Linked DNA regions of Mus musculus: regions 1 and 2 are each linked to region 3. Evidence: chromatin contacts called from public HiChIP or PLAC-seq data. All regions are on one chromosome and are shown on one strand. The core of a region is the stretch at or near the end of the contact, and the rest is flanking DNA. Distances in the headings are between cores, read along the strand shown.

The links. HiChIP or PLAC-seq counts read pairs in DNA pulled down with a chosen protein or histone mark.
Region 1: an H3K4me3 HiChIP or PLAC-seq map of embryonic basal ganglia shows a contact between it and region 3, with 3 times the contacts expected there. The contact joins two enhancer-like sites. A contact is called at or near these places in 2 of 484 Hi-C or Micro-C datasets (bone marrow-derived macrophages and muscle stem cells), 3 of 115 datasets of contacts at active chromatin or transcription factors (astrocytes, embryonic basal ganglia and embryonic stem cells) and 2 of 9 other capture datasets (adipose tissue and embryonic trunk).
Region 2: a contact with region 3 is called in an H3K4me3 HiChIP or PLAC-seq map of embryonic basal ganglia, with 2.8 times the contacts expected there. The contact joins two enhancer-like sites. A contact is called at or near these places in 2 of 484 Hi-C or Micro-C datasets (muscle stem cells and nephron progenitors), 4 of 115 datasets of contacts at active chromatin or transcription factors (astrocytes, differentiating embryonic stem cells, embryonic basal ganglia and 1 more) and 1 of 9 other capture datasets (embryonic trunk).

What each region holds. Positions count from the first base shown.
Region 1 is chr6:52,565,323-52,569,261 of GRCm38.p6, forward strand. The region is part of intron 4 of Hibadh (3-hydroxyisobutyrate dehydrogenase); the gene reads right to left. Gm33047 (a long non-coding RNA gene) reads right to left here. Exons shown (of 2, transcript XR_377679.3): 2 at 1-3,939. Among named protein-coding and RNA genes, the nearest start is that of Gm33047, 13 kb to the right of the region's middle. Within about 2 kb of position 2,454, at least 17 of the 459 cell types and tissues checked have an H3K27ac peak or open chromatin away from gene starts, as enhancers often do. A contact at or near this core is called in embryonic basal ganglia, where this site is marked.
Region 2 is chr6:52,583,203-52,587,567 of GRCm38.p6, forward strand. All of the region lies in intron 4 of Hibadh (3-hydroxyisobutyrate dehydrogenase), which reads right to left. Among named protein-coding and RNA genes, the nearest start is that of Gm33047, 5.6 kb to the left of the region's middle. Within about 2 kb of position 1,324, at least 64 of the 459 cell types and tissues checked have an H3K27ac peak or open chromatin away from gene starts, as enhancers often do. A contact at or near this core is called in embryonic basal ganglia, where this site is marked.
Region 3 is chr6:52,365,101-52,369,155 of GRCm38.p6, forward strand. No RefSeq gene overlaps it. Among named protein-coding and RNA genes, the nearest start is that of Evx1os, 52 kb to the left of the region's middle. RefSeq lists an enhancer at 64-3,124. Within about 2 kb of position 1,656, at least 10 of the 459 cell types and tissues checked have an H3K27ac peak or open chromatin away from gene starts, as enhancers often do. A contact at or near this core is called in embryonic basal ganglia, where this site is marked.

The sequences.
Region 1 (3,939 bases), core at 1,204-3,703, 200 kb after region 3:
TTAGGGGTACAGCCGAGTGGATAAAGCTGCTGCTGTGCACGCATTAGGATGAGCGTTCTTATCTGCAGGACCCACGTAAAGCCAGGCAAGTGTGGCAGCCACCTCTAATCCTAGCATTCTAGGACAGACAGGGATCGCAGGAGCAAGCTGGCTGAGCTAGGCCAATAGAGAGCTCTCCTTCTGCTCAGTGAATACCCCTCCCCACTAAACAAAGTGGAGAGCCATGAGGAACAATGTCAGTGTTGGTGCTCTGCACACACACAGTACACACACACACACACACACACACACACACCACAAAAGGAGAAAAAAGAAAAGAGCAACTCACCATTAACAAATACAAAACAAAGATTTCACAATAAAATTAAATAAAGTTATATTCAAAGTAAGAGCAAACTTCATTTAGAGAGGAATAAAGCAACCTCAGAGTTTTTTCTCCTTGAACTGAGTTACATATTTTAAGGTTACATATTATTTTTAATACTTATTTGGTACTTTACATAGAATACAGAAAATGAAATAACAAATAACATTCTTCATATTTTTATGTTAAAGGACTGTTTGCTCAAAGTGAACCAAGTTAATACTCAGTTCTTCCCTTCTGCCTGACTTGGTCTACCATCTGTAAACAGTAAAAATCAACATTAGTCACCTTGTTCTAATACTCATGCTAATCCGTCTCCCGGTTTGAGGCAGTTTGGTTTAGGAACCAGCACAAGCTGGTGTCTCGGATGATGCCTTCCTGCGAGCACAACCAGCTACAGACATCATTACTATTACTAAGCAGGCCTCGGAGAGTCACCTATGTCCCGCACCAAGTCAAAGAAAGTCACTTTCTCTGAAGACCCTGTATGCTTGACTCAGCACAGGACAGTAAACTCCTACTGTCACCTCCCTCCTTTGATCCTCCTGAGAGTTGTAGGAAGCAGAGGATTTTTAATCTTTCTCTCCTTAAATCTTCTAATTTCTAAATCTTCAGCTTTCTTGCCAGTGAATAAGTATCCCTACCCCTGCTCGCTGTGTCCACTGAGAGCTGTGGGTTTCTGTGCACACATGCTCACTGCTCCTTCACTTGAGATCATCTTCCCATCTCCCCTCCCCATCCCTCCCTCTCCAAGACTGCACTCAGTGAGAGCCCCACAGTCTTGGCTTTCTTTTCCTATTCCTGTAGCTTTCCGAGGGGCACTGGTAAAAAGCACACGTAACTACTCAAACTCATGAGTTTTCCTATGGTGTGTCGAGTGGGCAGGAGCTCTCTGAATGCGAGTGAGGTAAAGCTCCATCTAGCTGTCCACAACAAATATATATTAGCAAGCCAGCGTGCCAAATACTAAATAACACTGCTACTCATCAATTACACACAAAAGGACGACCTCAATTTTGGAGCAGTGTGATTCTCGGTATGTGGCACTGGCATCTTCACTTAATGCCATATAAAGAAACCCGTGTGTGTGTGTGTGTGTGTACACTCAGGGACAGTATCATAAAGAGGTAAAAATGAAAACACGTGATAAATAAATGGCCTAGGTGAAATCTCCACTCAAATCACACTGGTAGCTCAGACAAATCCCAATACCATTAAATCTACATTTTAGACTCAAAAGGTGCCATGCTTCTTCGGAAGCAGCAGAGAATATAAAGGAAAGGTCTTTGACATAGTAAACCGCAAATATTATAAAATGTAGCAAGTAAATCTATTCATCCTAAGCATGCCAAAGTCTTGGGCCTAAGAGTAGCAAAGAGCTGAAATTTGGAATTGGCCTTACGAAAAAAGCTGAATCAAGGATGGGTAACCTAAGATAACCTCTTAGGAATCACAGATGAGCTAGTTTTACCCACGCCAATCGGAAAGAGGCCTTCAAGCCCAGGAAGGAGACAGGACACTAAAATGTAAGCTCCAGCTGTATCTGCCTTTAACACTGTAAAAGCCAAGCTGCCAAGCACTCTCAAAAAAAAAAAATGCAGTAAATCACCTAATTTACTCAAAAGAACTTAAATGTTTTAACCAGTCTGCCATCAAAAGAGATCAAGAAGAGGGCCGAAGGGACCTGGGCTGCGATGTGAGCTGTCTTTAAAATGCAATTGTTCTAATCATTTTCTACAGATGCAGCCTCACAAGGGGCTGCTGTCACAGGGACCATTTACGACTTGTTATGGTGTCTCTATTGTTTACCAGCGTCATTCGCTGAAAAAAGGCGACAGCTGGGACAGAAAGCTGCTACTCAACGAACAATATAATCCCGTGAAAGTAATCAACAAATTTAAGGGTGTTAATTAACTTTACACTTTATCATGTTCAATTAGTTGTCCTTTCTAGAAAAGATTGCCGTGCACAATCAGTTTAGAGCGTGCCATGTTTGATTTGTAAGCGATCACTGTTTCTGTTGCAGAGCCCATGTCAGACGTTCTCCTGGGTTTTGGTGACACAGATGAATGGCTCTGCACATGTTAGGGGTGATCTGGTTTAACATAAGCCAGCATAACATAACCCCTTGTTAACATTACTTCTGGCATAATCCAAGCTGGAGACGAGAAAGCAAAAACATTCACAGTTCTATTCTGGAGTCTGATAAACAAAGTTTGGTTAGCCTTTCCTGAAATAAACAAAGACAAATACATGGCAAAAGAAGCAATTTTTCATCATTATTTTTCAAAGTAAGGTTCTCTTCCAGGGGCATGTTGGGATCATTTCCTCCCAGCAAGATCTCAAAGCTCTGCCACATTATGCACAAAGCACTGCTGTATCCTCGGGCTTTACATAATGCAGCCAGGCTTTTCCATAGCGAGTGACTAAGTGGTAGGATGGAGCTCAGTTCCGGCCTGTATGAGACTCTAGATTGTAACCATTAGATCCAGAAGCTGCGTTCTTAAGTGTAGGAAATCTGCAGGGAAGTACATTAATCTATGGATGCAGTCTGTTCTCGTGCCACCTTTAATGTACCTGTTCCTATTCACTAATAGGACAAGGAGACGCTCGTGATGGAGCGACAATATATTCACTATTGCATTTTAATGAAAGCTACTGCAGCTACTCTGAATTGATAAATACAGCACATATCAAAATATTCCAAAGCCACTGAAAAAGTGAACAAAACCTAAACTTGAGGTCTGGTAAGAGGTGTCCATTTTTATGAAAACAAAAGCAATGGGCATGCGCCAATCTATTAACAAAAAAAGCTATCTATGAAGGCCTTTGAAACACTGCCAGAGGTCGTATCTTGCTGTTTATACTAATTCTTGTATAATGTACAAATTAAATGCATATAAATAGCCACAGCTGGTTAGCTGGTTATGGCATTCACAAGGACAAAGCCAAACTTTTTTAAAACAGAAAAGTTGTTAACTCTGAAAGCTAATAATGTCCTAAGTTAAATATTAAAGAAGGAAATTATAGGCTATATCTAAAACAGCTGAAACCACAATACACAGCAGCAGAAAACATTTGTTTTCTGCAGAAGATCTGCAGGGAGAAGAGAAGCGGTCGATAGATCCTTAAATTGGAAGCAATAGCCGTTCTTCTATCCCAAGTTGGCAGCTGCTACACTTGCAGACCTGGTTCATTATTTACCCATAATGACCATCAAGCTGCAGTCAAAGTCAGATCACAACAACTGTCAGCAGCTCTTTTAATTAGCCTTGTTTGAATTCAGATAAATATCACAATAGCCCTGCTTATGCTGAAAGAGCAACAGAATAGTCTGTGTGGTGCGAGCATGGCTTGAGGAGGACCGGGCGTTACAGAAAGCCAGAAGACATGCAGAGGGGTTTAACTGCTGGGCAATCAAAGCATACATACAGTGGTTTACCTTCATTTTGTAAATCACTTAAAGAACAATTCCCTGACACCTGCCCGGACTGAGAAGGCACTCAGTGCTGAGCTGCAACCACGCTCCATGCTCCTGAGAGCCACGCGTCCAGAGTCTACAGAGAGCCAGGGCA
Region 2 (4,365 bases), core at 74-2,573, 220 kb after region 3:
CAGAGTTAGGGACAGTAGAGTACAGCAGTTAAAGAGCTTGCCCAGTGTATGTGAGGCCTGGGGTTTTAATGCTAAAAATTCATCCATATCACTTAAATATTTATATGCATTCCTAACGTAGTGATAAATTTGTTAGAAACAGAATTACTAAGTCAATTGTGTGTTTCTATACATTTGATACATACTGTTAAACTGTTTTTTGATTTGGCTGAAATATTTTGCATTCCCAAAGTTGTCTATAAATTTATGTATTTACCCAGCCCTTGCTAATACAGACACACACACACACACACACCTTTGTCAATTTAAAGGTTTAAAAGTTGTGGCGTTTTTTGGACCACTCCCTGTGTCATCAAGTGCAGGTAGGCTGTTTCACAACTAGCCAGGCAACTATGCATATGTGCCATCTTTATGTCCCCATTTCATTCTATTAAAATAGATATTTTATCTGCCACCCTGTCTAATTCTCTGAGCTAACATAAGGACTAAATAAAATACAAGAAAAAGAGTGAACACACACAGAGAGAGAGAGAGAGAGAGAGAGAGAGAGAGAAGGGGGCCAGATGAAATGCTACTGACAGTCTAAGGAAGTATATGAGCTTTTCTGTTTCACTAGAATTTCGTTACACCAAAAGCTTTGGGGCTTAGATTAGCAAAACTTTCATTTTATTAAGCAGTTTTCCTCTCTTAAAGTAAGTTATGGTATTTTGTCAGATAGTTTAGAGGAAAAATTATATAAGATGGCAAAATTCTCAACTGAAGTACACATGTAAAATTCACTGATGGCAGTCTCAAGGCTAGCCTTCTTCCAAGCTGATTCAAATCTGAGAAGATGGATGGTTTATTTTCTCCACACAAATAGAATCCACCTAGACACAGAGTTGGGGAAAGTCACCTGAATGGACTGATGACCCTTGTGACAGTTTATGCTGTACATGTTCTATGTATGTGTATTATGTGTGGTATGCTTTAAACATGTTTTCTCTCATGAACACTATGCCTTTGTTGCAAATATACAAGGACAGAAGACAAGCATCACAAGATGTGTCCACTTCTGTCCCACTGATCCTCACAGTCTCCCTAGGACACGGAGCTATCACACCAGGAGGTGCTAGCCTTGTGGCTGCAACAGTGAGCACCTCTACTTCCCTGGGACTTCAGCTCAACAGCCCTCACTGGTGACTTGTGACATTGTCCTGCCAGTCCCTGCAGGTCCAGTACCCTGACAGGCCATTATGAAAAGGCTCTCTAACAGGGCCACTGGCTGTCAGAAGCCACCAGCTGGCCTGCCACAGCCCTGCAGTCGCCAGGGTCCAGCTGCCAGTCTGGGCGGTGCTGTCCATGCTGAGCAACGTGCCGCCCAGCTGCTGCGTGGTCACGTCCATCTGGAGCTCTCCAGCTAGACAAATCTCTATGCTGTCAGATCTCTTCGGCAAGCCTTGTTATGCAAATCCAATTACTCAAGTGTGCCCTGTAACTGCTGGCTAAGTGCTCCTAGAACCCGTCTCATACTGACAGTCAGTTCACATTTTTTTCTTCCCCAAAAAGTACCTCATTTATTCTTGCTTTGCTAGCCCTTGTATCATTAAAGCAGAGCAGCTAAACTCCACGGTATTCTAACCTCTCTGCAGTGGGTTCCTGTTCTCCACACAGAGCTCAGAGGAAAATTAATTACAATACAAAACCTTCTAATCAGACACGAGAGGTGTTCAAGCTGCAGAGTTCCTACATTTGACTGAGGTCGTTTTACTACCAGAAATATGAGACTTAAATTTTAATGACAAAAATGGAATTATTAGAATAAAGCTGCAGTAGTACTTACTAATATCCAATTTTAAATTTTAAAACAAGGACAGACTTTTTACCACATGAAGTTCATCTTGGCTCCTTCCCTTTCTAAACTCCTTTCTCCCCTGCACTGTCTCCTGTACATGAACCCTCTACACACACCTCACCTCACTCCTTAAATTGAGGTTTCTCTCGTTTCCCTTTAATGATTCACTCTAACTAATCACTGATCTGAAGATTACTTGGGAAGTAAGTTTTCAAAGTCACTTAACTATTTCTATTCCAGTCAAAAGATAATTGAGGGGAGACTCCACAATGGCCCAAAAAAATGTCACTATAAAATTATACACTTAAATATACTGAGAAGGGGAAAAGATGAGCTTATCAGTAGCTTTATTTTCACATTCACAGTTTCCACAATCTAAGTCCAGCAGTTAGGAAAGAAAGGACCTATATAAATGTCTGCCAGTCACAAAATGATACAAACATTATACAACCAGCATTATTTAAAGGGCTATCTGGACCTCATTTCCCCAAAGCCTGTAAGTGGAGTAGGACTGTTCAAGAACCTTACTGTAGCAGTCACAGCCGTTCACTGCTGACTGCACAGTCACACTTGAGTTTTAAAGACCTAGGGACTAGAGGATCAATGCTGCTGCTACTGCCAGGTTTCTGTTTGTTTCACTTTCTAAGTGAACTTGGAAAATGGGTAAGAAATTACACCAGGCAAGGAATTTATCATAAATTGGAATGCAGCATCTTAAAATATACCATGAGATCACTCTATTTGCTAAGACAGTTTCACTAATTCACAACTCTCTAATTTTGTTTCTAGGGATAATAAAATTCCTTTAAATTACATATGATATATGATAAGCCCAAGAGCTTATATTCTTTGTTTCTACCCTGTCTTGATCAAATGAGAGGAATGCATGGTACCTCTATGCTCAACTTAAACCCAAACTGCTTGGTACCTGCTTTTCAAGTGCTCATCTTTAAGTAATTTTAGTTTTGGTTTGTTTGTTTGTTTGTTTTGAGAGGTGGTGCCCTTTGAGACATAGTTTCGCTGTGTAGTCCTGGCTGTCCTGGAACTCACTCTGTAGATCAGGCTGGCCTCAAACTCAGAGATCCACCTGCCTCTGCCTCCTGAGTGCTGGGATTAAAGGTGTGTAATTTAAAATTTAAGTAACTTTAAAAGTCAACATCTTTTAACTCTTCAGAGACTAAAGTTTAGAGAGAATTATGTAAGTTGAAATTGAAAGCAAAAATTTCAAATGTATTTAAAGGCATAAGTATATTTATTACCATTTGCACTGTAGGAATAAGTATCTAGCCTACAAAGTGACATTTTAAAATGTGGGACTGTGACTACATTAAGTAATGTGGCTACACTGAAAAGATGTGTTTTTATCTAATGAACTGGTTATACCAGCATGGGATGTTCCTACCCACATACTCAAAAGAGGGCAAAGTTTATTTCCATTGTGGTAAATTATATTTCTCTTATTACCTTTAAAAATTACAAAAGCTTATATTTCCATTAGGAATAATTTAGGATATTTTAAAATATTTCTTCTCAACACTTAATAATGGACAGAGAAGTCTCAATAAACTAAGATTAGTCTTTGAACTAGTCTGTCAGAGCACACCCCCTTTTCTCTCCTTGCCCCCAAGATCTCACTATTGTAGCCCAGGATAGCTTTGATGTCACTGCTTAGCCCAGGCAGGCTCAGAACTAGCTAGTGGTCCTACTGCCTCAGCCTCCTGAACACTTGGGATTCCAGGCATGAGTCACCATACCCAGTTCCAGATTTTCAGTGTAAGTAACCACTCACTATGACTAACTCACTTCCTCACTGGAATTAAATACTTTGCTCTCTCTTCTATGATCAGAATTTATTGCCTATGTAACTCTTTCTACTTTAAAATAGCAAAACCAGAAGTCTCCTAATTTCCAAACCATCTCAACATTTCCTTTCTGATTCTTTCAGAAGCAGTCAGAACCCAGGTTTCCCATTCAGAACCAAAAGCCAGCACAGAATAAGTACTGTACACAACAAGGACCAATTTTCGGATTTTAAAGCATCTAATTAACCCCCTCTACCTCTTTAGAGCTCTGATACTATATTTCAGAGGTACAGCATTCCAAAGGCATCCCTAATTCTTTCATAGTCCCAGATACAGGCTCCACTTAGTTCTACAAACCAGAAATGCTATGTTCTTCAAGTCTAACCATGATAGTAGCAACTCGTATTAGAAGAGCAACCACTGAGGCCAGAGAGATGGCTCCGTGGTTAGGAGTGCTTGTTGATCCGATCCTGTGCAGGCCTGGACTGATTCCCAGAACCAACACTGGGTGGCTTGCAACTGCCTATTACTCCAGCCTCAAGGGACCCAACACTCTCTTCTGATCTCCCATGCAGGCACAGATACATAAATGCAAAAACATTAATAAACAACTTTTTAAAATTGGAAAACTTAAGAAAAGAACATAATGAATGGCTAAGTAAAATTTTACTTCCAGTTTTTCTATGAGATACTCGAGTTTCAATCCTTGAATGTAACCTTTAAAAAAAA
Region 3 (4,055 bases), core at 406-2,905:
CACCTCTTATTAGAAAATCAGCGTTGAGACTATATCATCGGTTACTCTTACCAGTTTGTTTGGGACTTAGCTCTGGGAAGCCCAAGGAGCTGAGGTTTAATCTTTTGTGAAACTCATTCTCTTAAGCTGCTGCCTGGTTTTGGCCTGGTTGGCCTCATAGATTTTTCAAGATTTTCTTTTTCTTTTCTTTTTCGAGACAAAGTCTTGCCAGGTAGCCATGGCTGGCCTGGGAGACCAGGCTGGCCTTGAACTCATAGAGGTCTAGTTTTGTCTTCCTTCTTAAGTGTTGGGATTAAAGGTGTGTACTCTCATTTTACCTTGGATATAGTACTGGAGACTGGAGTGGACAGTAGTCTCCCTCCCTTCTCCCACCAAGCCCCTTTCTCCTTCTTCTCCTCCTCTCCCTGTTTCTTGCTTATCTTTCAGTTTAAGCAGTATACAATGTTGTAGGGAGTCGAGGTAGCCCTGAGTGAAAGCGTATTGTTTGACATGGGTATATCTGAATACCTCAGACCTACAGAAATGGCCAAGCCTTCTTCTGGTTGGAGTTCGAATACTGGCCATATGTGCTAAAGTTAGCAACTGCAAATTCTCACATGTTCACAGCCTCAGACTGGTGCCTACAGAGACCTGCTAACCAAGACTAGCTGACTCTTCCCGCCCTGTGCTGCACAGGATAAATGCACTGAGGTTTCAGGTTGTTGAAGGGTTGGTGTCACCCTGCCAGAGTGGGCAGGACCCACCTAACCCTGGCTTTCCTGTATAGATGACTGTTGTCTATCATTCCTTCTTCTCTCTCTCTCTCTCTCTCTTTAGGTTTTTTAGGTTTTAGGTTTTTCGAGACATTTACATTTGCAGAATGTAAAGGGGAGACATGTAATGAAGGCATTTGTCTTATCAATCATGAGCCTGCATGCTCAGGATTTGAAGTGACTTCTCTTTGAGCAAAAACAAAAGGTAGAATTCCTGCCGGAGTTTCCTAAATATATATTCCCCATAACAGCCCAGGGCTGAGGGGAAAGTTGTTACCAAGGCAATGGTTTGAAGACTGTGAGGCTGGCTCTCCTCTCTGAATTCAGGCTATGGGGTGGGGTTGGAGTTCTTTTGCAGCCAGGGAGTGATTAGAGGGCTTCTGCATGTATCTGCATATTTCCTCAAATGTGATCCACAGGCCACAGTGCAATTAAAGCGCAAAGCACCAAGTTTAGTTTTTGAATGCAGAGAGGATCTGGGCCTGACTTGCATATTAAAGGCATCCATGAGCACAGACTGTCAATCCATCATCTGTTTACCTGTCATACACTTCCAGGGTGATCTTACCTCTAATTATTTTAAAGACAAGATCACACGTCTAGGACTTAGAATATAATTACTAAGAACTTACTAGTAACTCAAAGAGCAAGACTCCAACCCGGAAACATACCTCACGCAACCATATTTTTGCCAGCTTGTAGTTTACACTCCTGTTATCTGTGGCACTCTTCTCCCGTGGAGTGCCACTTATACATGGCTGCCCAGCCTGCTTGAGACAACAGGCCCCTGGAACAAGAGTTAGCATATAAAGTGCGGTGGTCGGGGCAACGATCTTCTCCCCAGGGCTCCCTTTTATCAACCAACCCTGGCCACAGAATAGAGCCCACTGTTTTATGTTTCAATCGTACCATATGGCACGACGTGAGTGTGCTTTAATGACTTATTAGCATATTCCTCCAACGAGGCTTTCCTAGTTACACCAGCCTGACAAAATCTGAATTTCAAAATATTTGCAGCAAATGTCCTACAGTGAGCCAGGCTTGGTTGTTCACGCGCTCATTCATCTTTCTCATGCCGATGGCTACGGAAGCCATCGGGTCAGCCAGTCCTCTCTCACCCTGGACCTAAACACTTTCTGGAATGTCCACACTATTATTTAGGTGCTTCGGGTCCCTGTGGCATGGGGATTCCCCACTCTGCTTAGATCCTGGGTTTTTAACTAATACTTCCCCTGCCTTCTGAGACCTTGATCTTCTTTTGTGGGGAATGAGACTCCTCTGGCTGCTTGCCTCATTAAAAAGGCTGGGAGCATTTGGGACAGAACCAGGCACCAGATCAAGTTTGGGGCTCAGGGTTTCTCACTGTGGCTTTGCTAGGGGACAAAAGCCCCAGGGTGGGTCGTGTTTCCACTGTGACCGCTCTAATGAACATGGGCTGTGTGGGGAGGGAGGTGCGCAGAGCAAAGCCACCATATTCCCTACAGAGGACCTGGCTGGCCTCTGTCTACTGCCCATGCCTCAGCATCTGCTTTTGCTGTTTAGATACAGGAGAATGTGTCTCTCTTTCTTGTTTTCCCAAGTCAGTTCTCGGTACCTCTGGTGAGTCAGGATGATGCCGGTGGAGGCTGCCAGAGACCACCTGAGACAAAGTGACTGTCCCAGTGACCCCCAAAGTCAGCCTGCTGCTTTTTCTTTCTGGATAACTGCAGTAACATGAGGGTGTGACTATTGATTTTAATTAAAAAGAAAAAGCTTCCAACTTTATGGCACACACGGTCACAGATGCCTTCTAGATTATTCTCATTAGAGGTAGCCATTGATACCATTACTTTGAATGAGCTGTGATCAATTGCCTGATGGATAGTTTTTTTTTTTTTAGGGGGAGAGTTGTTGTTTCTGGTAAGAAAAGAGACAGACTTAGCTAAGCAGAGTCTTGTCTTTATTTCTACTTCCTTCTTGTGTGTCACGTCCATGAGATGGCTGGATGGATATACGACAGTGGTCTTGTCCTCACGAGATGAACAAAAACATAAAAGCTGATAAAAGAAACTAAAACAAGTAGCCAGGTATGGTAGCACAAACCTGTAGTCTAGCACTGGAGAATCTGAGGCAGGAGGACTGCAAGTTTGAGAACAGAGGCCATATAAAGAAACAAATAGAAGAAAGAAAGCTAACAGGAAATGAAACAATAAACCACACATGCTGAAGGCACAGTAGGGCTGGGGATGCAACTCAGCTGGCAGAGAGTGTGCCTGTCATGCACAAAGCCCTGGGCTCAGTTCCCAGCACTGTATAACCTCTGCGTGGTGGCACAGTCTGGAGGCAGAAAGATCAAGAGTCATCCTAACTACAAAGTGAGGTTCACGTCAGCCTGGGGCTATGTAAGACCTTCACCCCTCCAAAAACGGGAGCGGAACTATTACTTGAATTTTTCCAAAATATTCTTTTTTTCTGAAATTAGGAGACAGAAGCCAGAGAGGCTGAGACACCGGCCCAAGATGAACTGAGGAAGTCCTCTGCTTTCAAATCCTGTGCTTCATGCGTACTATCACTGTGACCCCGCCCCCGCCAGAATGAATAGGGTTAAGGCTAAGGGGTGCTATATGAGTGGGTGCTTAATCTGAGTCTCCCTCCCTGCCCCCCACAGTGAGGGTGTGGTCAGCAGACAGTCCTCCACGCGTCAGAAGAGGCCCTTTACTGGAGGCTGACTTGGCTGGTGCCTTGATCTCAGACTTCCAGCTCCTGGTTCTGTTAGAAATAAGTTTCCTAGAGCACATAAACCAAACAGTATTAAATTATGCCAATTATTATAGCTAGGCATGGTGACATACACCTGCAAGGTAACCCCAAAGGCAGGGCAGGGTGATCTGGAGTCACAGAGTGAGTTTGTTTCAAAACAATACAATAAACAATAAACCATAAACAATGAACACATTATATCGATGGCAAATTCTTTCTGCTCGGCTACATCTCTAACCAGTGTTTCTGTCTGCTGCTTACGTCGACATAGCAGAGCAGGACAAGCAGGCACAGCTGCTGTGTGCCTCTGGCTGGGGGAAGAAACGGACTCTCAGAAAGATAAAGTGCTTTCAAAGCCACAGAGCTAATAAATGTCGCCCTCCCTTTCTTCAAGAGGTGATTGAGCAGCCCGTGGCCAGTGTGTGGTCACTCCTGTTAATAACCTCAGAGGAGATTATCTCAACTTCTAAACCGGTAACAATGATGCTTCAGGACAGGAGCTGGCAAGCTTCTCCTGGAATGAGCTGGACGGCATGTAGTTCAGGCTTTCTGGGCCACTTGACT